Regions from separate parts of the Xenopus tropicalis genome. Here region 1 is linked to region 2. Evidence: chromatin contacts called from public Hi-C data. All regions are on one chromosome and are shown on one strand. Each heading gives the region's core, a stretch centred on a gene start, on an enhancer-like site or on the middle of the called end of the contact. The rest is flanking DNA. Distances are from core to core; before and after follow the strand shown.

What was found. A called contact is a pair of places that touch in the nucleus more often than the background predicts.
Region 1: a Hi-C map of liver shows a contact between it and region 2, with 5 times the contacts expected there. The contact joins two enhancer-like sites. A contact is called at or near these places in 3 of 5 Hi-C or Micro-C datasets (gastrula embryo, liver and neurula embryo).

What each region holds. Positions count from the first base shown.
Region 1 is chr8:39,807,753-39,812,128 of UCB_Xtro_10.0, reverse strand. It overlaps a transcript of tsc22d3 not described here. Among named protein-coding and RNA genes, the nearest start is that of tsc22d3, 16 kb to the left of the region's middle. Within about 2 kb of position 2,543, at least 4 of the 11 cell types and tissues checked have an H3K27ac peak or open chromatin away from gene starts, as enhancers often do. A contact at or near this core is called in liver, where this site is marked.
Region 2 is chr8:39,743,833-39,748,206 of UCB_Xtro_10.0, reverse strand. No RefSeq gene overlaps it. Among named protein-coding and RNA genes, the nearest start is that of ercc6l, 9.5 kb to the right of the region's middle. Within about 2 kb of position 1,911, at least 2 of the 11 cell types and tissues checked have an H3K27ac peak or open chromatin away from gene starts, as enhancers often do. A contact at or near this core is called in liver, where this site is marked.

The DNA.
Region 1 (4,376 bases), core at 1,294-3,793, 63 kb before region 2:
CATGACTAAGGCACAGGTTTAGTCACTTTTCCTAACTGCAAACCAGAAGTGCTAACTGCTGGGAAATCCATGGGTACTATATAATACATAATGTTATATATGAAAGGGACAATGCTACCAACTCTATTTGCACGGAGCATGTTCTTGTAATTATCATATACCAACATTCGGAACCAGTAATTGGTACACCGGAAAGCTGTACCCTTGTATGTAAGTGGAAATAAACTTAATAAGAATTTACTAAGAAAAGGGGCAAGCATAAGCGCTTGGCATAAGGTTGCCAAGATGTGCCACAAGACGAATTTCTATGGTGAGTCTAGAGTCCTGCAGCAAGTCGTGTACCTGCGGGTTACCTGCAAGAAAAGCTGGTAGGATTTTATAGGATTTGTATAGATGCCAGTAGGAGGGTTGGGTTGCAGGTCTTATCCATATTTCTTATAATATATTACCTATACTATCTATATTTTACTACTTGAAACATTTTGTTTAAAAAAAAATTCTACTCCAGCCCATGTCAGCACTTCCTTCTTAATGGTGGTCAGCATGTCGTGGATCTCGTTGTGGATAAGACAGTTGTGGGTCAGGTTGTAGGTCAAAGCAAATAAAAATGCTGGTTGCAGGTCTGGGCCTCAAAAATTGGTTCCACGCAGGACTCTACATGAGGCCATATAAATGTGCAGGCTGGGAATCAGTATCAAAACAACAGAACTATGACAAGGCAAGCTGAGAAAGCAACAGAACAACCACGACTGACTTCTTTTCTTAATTCTCCATAAGGTTCTATTATCTGGCCCGTCTTTGAGAGGCAAAAATAGACTGTGAAAGAGAAGTTATGCCTTATGTCAACAGTCCTGTCCAGCCTTTATCCTTATCGTGTTCATTTATTTACATAGCAGCAGCAAGGTAGGCAGCCTTTTAGCACTATTCTGCGTAATGGGCTATTATTCAACATACCACAGTTTCGAGAGCAGAATTATGGTAAGAGGTTGATGTCATACAGTAAGGTTTATAGAGCTCTTATTGTTCTTCCTTTATACTGCATGTTATTCATTCTGGCCATGCTGCTTTACTTTAAAGAAAGAGTCTATATGTTGAAAAAACGCAGGTCAACAATATTCTGCAGATCCCATACCTGTACTAAGACAGAAGGATTTCCACAACATGCCATAGGTCTCATCCACTCTACTATCTGTTCCAGTTTAAGTGAGGCCCGTAGGGCCAGGCATAGCCTAACTTTAGTGGTTTCCTATCATGCAGGCTAAATAGATGGATACTATGCTGGCCTTCCATGTAGATGACCACGTAGCATTTTCTGTAGTGATATCCCAAACAAATGGGAAAGCCCACTCCATGTGCTAAGAAGATCCATCAGCAGATACTGTTTAAACTGCGCCCAGGGGCACAAGATATATCCAGGCGGATGGGTAGTATGCTAAAGAATGGTTAAACTGCTCAACAGGTTGATTTTTAAGGCCAGATACCTATGCCAATGTCACATGGGGATGTTTTGATAATTAGAGCCCAAAAACCAGCAGAAAGGCATCTGAGACAGCCCCACACAGACTAACACTGAAATTGCCTTAGAAACACCTCAAAGTCTTCTACAGAAGGCTATTTTAGGTGCTTTGGTGCAGCATTTTTTGGGACAAACAAAGAAAATTTGCCCCCTCACTTACTGTCCCTATCTGTTCATACACTAACAGGTATGGAATCTACCTGTCAATGCACATTTCAGCCCAAAAATGGCACACACACTTTTTCTAGTCAAAACCAACTCAGTATTTCAAGCTGGTCAGAGGCTGAAAACACATGAGGTAGGGGCTCAAATCATAGTTTTTTCTACTTGAGTTTTCCCGACAATTTAAGTGTCACCCACCATAGAATCTTAGCACAGCCATGAAGTAGGACATTGCCCTTTTGCCAGTGGAATGCATTCTGTTTCTAGATTGTCTTTAGTTTATAAACTAAATGAATGAATTTACTGAATTATCGTTTCAGCTGCATGCTGCATCCTGCATCAGAATGCAGAGCACAATTTAGTAATCACAACTCCCACTAGGTCCTCTCTATTTTACTGCCCTCCCCAGTATCTGTTGGGTCATCTGTGTCTGTTGTTCTACACACCCATATGTCTAAATAATAGGTAAAAATCCACAGTTCCCAGGGAAAGTTAGGGGGAGGGGGAGTGACAAGCAGATAAAAAAGTGGGAAATCAGCTAAGACAAGAATGGTGAAAGGAAATGGGAAAAGTAGGTGATAGGCCTTGGAAATGACAGGAAGATGGCGCAGGAAGTGAAGCAGGGGAGAAGCAAGGGAGATCCCTGAGAAGTAAAAGTGGGTGGAGATGAAAGAATTGGGGAAGACTAATGGGGAAGGTGGCAAGGGATAAATGTGTTAGCAAGAAATTAACAAGTTGAGATAAAAAAAACTAGATTGTAAGAGAAAACGAAAAGGAAAAAAATGATAAAGCAGGGGAGAGAGACAGCTGGCAGGCTCCCATCCACAGCTGCTGGCCGATCTGCTTCCTTTGATAAAGCCCTTGGCAGAACTCCCAGTTCTTAATGTCTGGCATCCAAGTTACGCCCCAGACTAGAACAACCCCTGGCCAGCCCACTCCTTCCCCCCCTCTTCAGGGCCTTTGTACAGTGAGAAGACAACACAAATAAACAAGACGAAGAGAGGCGGTAAAAAAAAAAAAACGTTCAGAAAAGCCCATTTGTTTGAAAGGCTGTGTCTGGCCCTGTTTATGCTTTCAACAAACGCACTTTTATGAGGAAGGCATGAAGTTTGTTTGTTATAGGCAGAGCTGTGTGCTTTACTGATTTGCCCGCTGCGGCAGAGGGTATCGGAGGGATCTAGCGCCAACTGGCTCTCACACACCTACTAGGCAAGCCTCCATATTTGGATATCCCCTTTGCTCTTGTACTGAAATAAATATAATTTCCACCTGCACTCCTGAGCCAGAGCTGGCTCGGTGACCAAGATCAATCAATACTGTATATAAGCTGTGATGGCTCTTTGCTGAAGTATAACTCACCCTACACTGCAGCTCTTAAAGGAACCCTAAACAGAAAGTATTCACATGTGTTTGCAAATGTTTTAGGGCTGATAAACGGAGGCAGCTTTGATCATGGAATGAGGCAATGTTTTTGTGGCAATTGTGACCCCCGCCCATTAAGGACTCAGGCTAGACAAGAGTCTCTCTTGGGGTTATGTAATAAAAGGCACTACCTTTGCGCAGGAGCAGTAACTTATAGAGACCAATTAGGAGGTAGAATTTACTAGTAACCTGTTTAAAAGCAAACATCCTATTGGTTGTCATGGGTTACTACTACTGGGCAAACTTAGTGGGGCTTATATATCAATGCTGGGCAAGTTTGCCTGTGGGCAGTAACCCACAGCAACCAACCAGTAATTGGCCAGTTGCTGGTAGGAAAATGAATGCAACAATTTGATTGGTTGTCATGGGTTATTGCCTATGGGCAAATTTGCCCAGTGTTAATAAAAAAGACACCCAATGTCTTTTATTACATATGGTGGTCAGTGTGCAAACTCCGTGAAGCAGTTTCCTTAGGGGTACTGTGGGTGGCATTCACCTACAGATATTTACAGTTGTATAGGATGAATAAAGGAGGTCACTTTTCCTGGCCTTAGGACCAAAGAATATATAAGTCACTGGGCCTCTGAGTGCTATTTGTTTGTAGCTGACCCTTAAAGTCAGATGTAGGTTGTGTTTTTTTTCCACCAGTGGATCCCAATCAATGCCATCCTGTTTGTGTAGTAACAGGCATGATTGGGATCTACCAATGCACACTGGAGTGCTTTTAGGGATGCTCCAAATCTATTATTTTTGGGTTTGGCCGAACCCTGACTCCTTTGTAAAAGATTCGGCCGAATACTGAATATGGAAATTAGTCTACGGAAGGGTTAAACAGAAGTGCACACAAAGCGCATGCTTAAAAATCCTGGATTCGGTGCATCCCTAGTACTTTTTGGCTAAAATCCACTACCTGCAATAAGTAGGGCCCTCCTAAGCAATGAAAACACCAATGCTACCGTGTTTTTGTAGAAACAGGAATGATTGGGATCTGCCTGTCACTCCATACACAAAGCTGATATCAACCAGAAAATGCACACTTGGGTGCTTCCAGCTAAAATCCATGTGATAAGTGGGGCGAATGCCACCCTGGGTGTGTAGAAATGGGCATGAATGAGATATTTTTGTCACTGGGCATGTGGGGCAGGAAACACATGCGCGTTTTCTTGCTGAAGTCAGCGTTTGTGTATGGCATGCAAAGCAGAGCCTATTCATGACTTTTACTACAGACACACAGGGTGGCATCAGGTGGGATTCACTGAGAAACCACATCAGCCTT
Region 2 (4,374 bases), core at 662-3,161:
ATCTCACTCAAACCACTGCCTGGTTGCTATGGTAAATATGACTCTAGCAACCAGATAGCTCCTGAAATGCCAAATTGGAGGCCTGCTGAACAAAAATAAAGTGAAGACCAACTGTAAACTGTCTCAGAATATCAATGTCTACAGCATACTAAATGTTTATTCTAAGTTGAATTATACATTTAATATGTATTACTTATATTTCTATTCATGTCCTGTCCTATTCATCTTAATGTCTCTCATTCAAACAACTGCCTGGTTGGTAGGGTAAACTGGACCCCAGCAATAAGCTGCTGAAATTCCACACTTTGCTTTCTTTGGAGGGCTTACTTGTCCCTTGGTTCCATTGCACTTATTACTAATTTCCCAAATGTAAGTGATGTAGCGGAATCTCATTAAAGGCGAAGGAAAGTCATTTTGGCCTTTTACTGCCAATAGATTTGCCACATTAATGCCACCTAGAACAATATATTTATTCTGGACAAACCATTACCATACCTGAGTAAACAGCTTTAGAAGCTTTCTTCGTTTGCTTAAGATAGCAGCTGCCATTTTAAGTAACTTCCTGCCTGCAGCTCTTGCCGTTATAGCTCAGATCACACATTTCTAAGGGAGGTGGGAGGGAGTTCTTAGCATTCTGGTGGGAGGGGGAGCAGGAAAGGGGAGAGAGGAGAGAACTGCGCAGAACTGGCTGTATTTACATAGACCTTTCTGATAAAGCTTACTTAGTTTTTACCTTTCCTTCTCCTTTAAATGCTTCACAGAGTTGCAGATGTTGCTAAACTGGCCACAACCTTTCCTAACTCTGACTACTGGAACCATCAATGAAATGCTAACGAGGAGGAAGGAACCAAGTGCTTTCATTTTCCTGTTGTGTTGAAAGATATTTCTCCAAAAAATAAAGGGACGTGCCCATGTATCCATAAAGCTATATACTGATTAAAAAAAGGGACATTCTAGAAAAAAACTGTTTTGTGGTTAGGTAAAAAAAATTGTTTTTCTTTTAGTAATGGGTTAGTTCACCTTTACATTTTTTTGTTCAGTAGCTCTCCAGTTTGGAATTTCAGTAGTTATCTGGGCGTGTCAAAAAAGGGCGTGTCTGTGTCAAAATGGGTGCGGTCACGGCGACTTGCGGGGGTGCAGGAGACAAAAATATTGCCCAAAAAACATTTTTGCCGTTTCGCAAACTTTGCAGACAAATTTTGGGGACAGATTCGCTCATCACTATTGGTGTTTGTTCACTAGAATCATGCAATATGGCACTTTATTGTGTGTTGTTGGATTCTTGTCCTATTATACACCTCCTAATAAAGTTTTGATTATATATGCTTGATGCAAGGCTATGATGTGGCCCTGTACATTGTAGAAAATATAAGTGGAGGGCATTTAAGGGAAATGACTTGTTTATACCACACCACCTCTGATGAAGCACACAATGGTGCAAATGCAAAAGGAGGGTGGCGTGTTGGGATCATGTGGCACTGGGATGCACCCTTATGTTGTTTGGTATAGTATACTTTATTTTTTTATTTTATAATTACCTGTAACCATTACATGTATTTTGCATGTTTCACTGCTAAATTGGTTTGTTGTTTATGAATTCATATTCAGGTCAGTCCACTCAACTAATTTGGTAAAATGTCATTCTGATCTTTTTTTTGTTTTGAGTTTTTCAAATAGGCTGAAGAAGGGAAATGAAAACTTTTCAATTACAAATTAATGCATAATTCATAATACACAGGGATCCAGCTAAAATACAGTTGCACAAAGACTAGTGCATTAGACAAACACCAGCAAGGACCACAGTAATATACAGTAAATAAATCTAAGTCAGTATAGATACAAGCCATGAAACAAGATAGTAACGAATGGAAATACAGAAGTTAAACTGCAAGTTTTGAGCCAATCCAAAATGACGCAGCACAAACCCTACAAACTTTTTGTACAAACCTTAAAAAACAGTGACACCTTGTGGTTAATATACATATTACAGGCTAATAAAAAGGAGGAATGGCATCATTCTATTGGCTACTGAATGCACATCAAGTGCAAGAAAATGCAGCATGCAGTGTCTTAAAAATGCAATTAAACGTGAATGCAATAAAACTCTGAATGCTCAAGAGTACAAACAGGCAGAATATAATGGAATCCATTAGCTCAGTGCTGTCCAACTGGCGGCCCGCGACCCCCCTCTGTGTGGCCCCCCACCTGTCTGGCTGCTTTGATGGCTTACCTTTGAGTAAGCATTAAATGGTATCAGTACTGAGATTAACTGGCCCCCTGCATGGTTCTCAGATTCAGGCTGTAATCCCTCTGTATTGTTTAAAAATGTAATCCCCTGTGTTTTTCACACCTTTGTTCACCCCCTGCAGTGTTCACACCTCAGGCTCAGACTGTAATCACTCCCATTGTTCACTTCTTCACACCTCAGACATAGGTACTGTAGGCAGAGTATGGCACATACAGCCAGCATAGGGCAGGTAGAGTATGGCACACACAGGAATGGTAGGGCAGGCAGAGTATGGCACACACAGTCAGGGTAGGGCAGGCAGAGTATGGCACACACAGGCAGGGTAGGGCAGGCAGAGTATGGCACACACAGGCAGGGTAGGGCAGGCAAAGTATGGCACATAGAGGCAGCATAGGGAAGGCAGAGTATGGCACACACAGGCAGGGTAGGACAGGCAGAGTATGGCACACACAGGCAGGGTAGGGCAGGCAGAGTATGGCACACACAGGCAGGGTAGGGCAGGCAGAGTATGGCACACACAGGCAGGGTAGGGCAGGCAGAGTATGGCACACACAGGCAGGGTAGGGCAGGCAAAGTATGGCACATAGAGGCAGCATAGGGAAGGCAGAGTATGGCACACACAGGCAGGGTAGGACAGGCAGAGTATGGCACACACAGGCAGGGTAGGGCAGGCAGAGTATGGCACACACAGGCAGGGTAGGGCAGGCAGAGTATGGCACACACAGGCAGGGTAGGGCAGGCAAAGTATGGCACATAGAGGCAGCATAGGGAAGGCAGAGTATGGCACACACAGGCAGGGTAGGACAGGCAGAGTATGGCACACACAGGCAGGGTAGGGCAGGCAGAGTATGGCACACACAGGCAGGGTAGGGCAGGCAGAGTATGGCACACAGAGGCAGCATAGGGAAGGCAGAGTATGGCACACACAGGCAGGGTAGGACAGGCAGAGTATGGCACACACAGACAGCATAGGACAGGCAGAGTGCTGCCTGTATGTGCCATACTCTGCTTGCCCTATGCTGCTTGTGGGAGGTGAACCTGGCAGGGGTTTGTTGTGGGAGTTTGTTAGCAGTTGGAAATAGCCATTAAATGGTCCCTAAGGTGTGTAATTATGTACTGGGGGTTGCTGTGCTATCCACAGGGGAGGAGGAGGCATATGGAATTTAAGGGTATATCTTAATATGACATAATTCTTTCACATATGAATGATGGTTGATATCCCCACAGTAAGGACCAAGCATTTGGGATTTTGCTGTGCTACCACCATTGTGATAAAATAGGTGTGGTTTGAAGTGGGTGTGGTTTCAAAAAGGGGAGTGGTCAAAACTGGCTTCCATTAGCGGCCCTCCACCATGTATGCTAGAGAAATTCCAGCCCTCAGCACCGTAGAAGTTGGACAGCACTGTATTAGCTGATGCGTTTAGGTGCACTCAAACCTGCATCAAAAACACAAGTCAAACACACAAAAGGCCCTAAACCCCAAAAAGCATCTTTTACCATTACATAACATTGTAGTCTTCTCTATCAAATATCTAAACCAGTTCCTCCCCACTTAGATTGTATACTCTGTAAAACAGGGCCCTCCATCCTTGTCTCTCACATAGTGCTTAAACTTGAATGTAACTGTATTTAGTATTTTTATTTCATGATTGGATTGATCCCTGTTTTGTTCATATTTGTATATGCAGCATGGTACAGTAGAACAAATCAAAGGATATGTTAACCCTAAAAAGTTGTAAAACTGCTTAGAGTGCTCTTCTACAAATTTTAAATGTAAAATTAGTCATTGGGACAGTCAGGAAAAAAACTAACTGAGAAGATGATGTTGTGATGTTTTTAATACTAATTAGAGAAACATCAGATGACTCTTCTAACTTCTAAGCAAAGTAACATTTGAGATGTTTTTTTCCTGACTGTAAAGAGTCAGCCAAAATGTCAACAGGTGGCAAAAAATTCATTATATTAGTAGTTTTTAATTCTCTAATGTTAATATCTTTGTAAATTTTGTAAAAAGGAGCAATTTTGCATTTTGCAACATATTCTTCAAACACAAATGCCTTCTGATGCCTTTCAACAGAAATGCAATAGTCTGCTCTCATATATACCATAAGATTTTCTGTCAAATT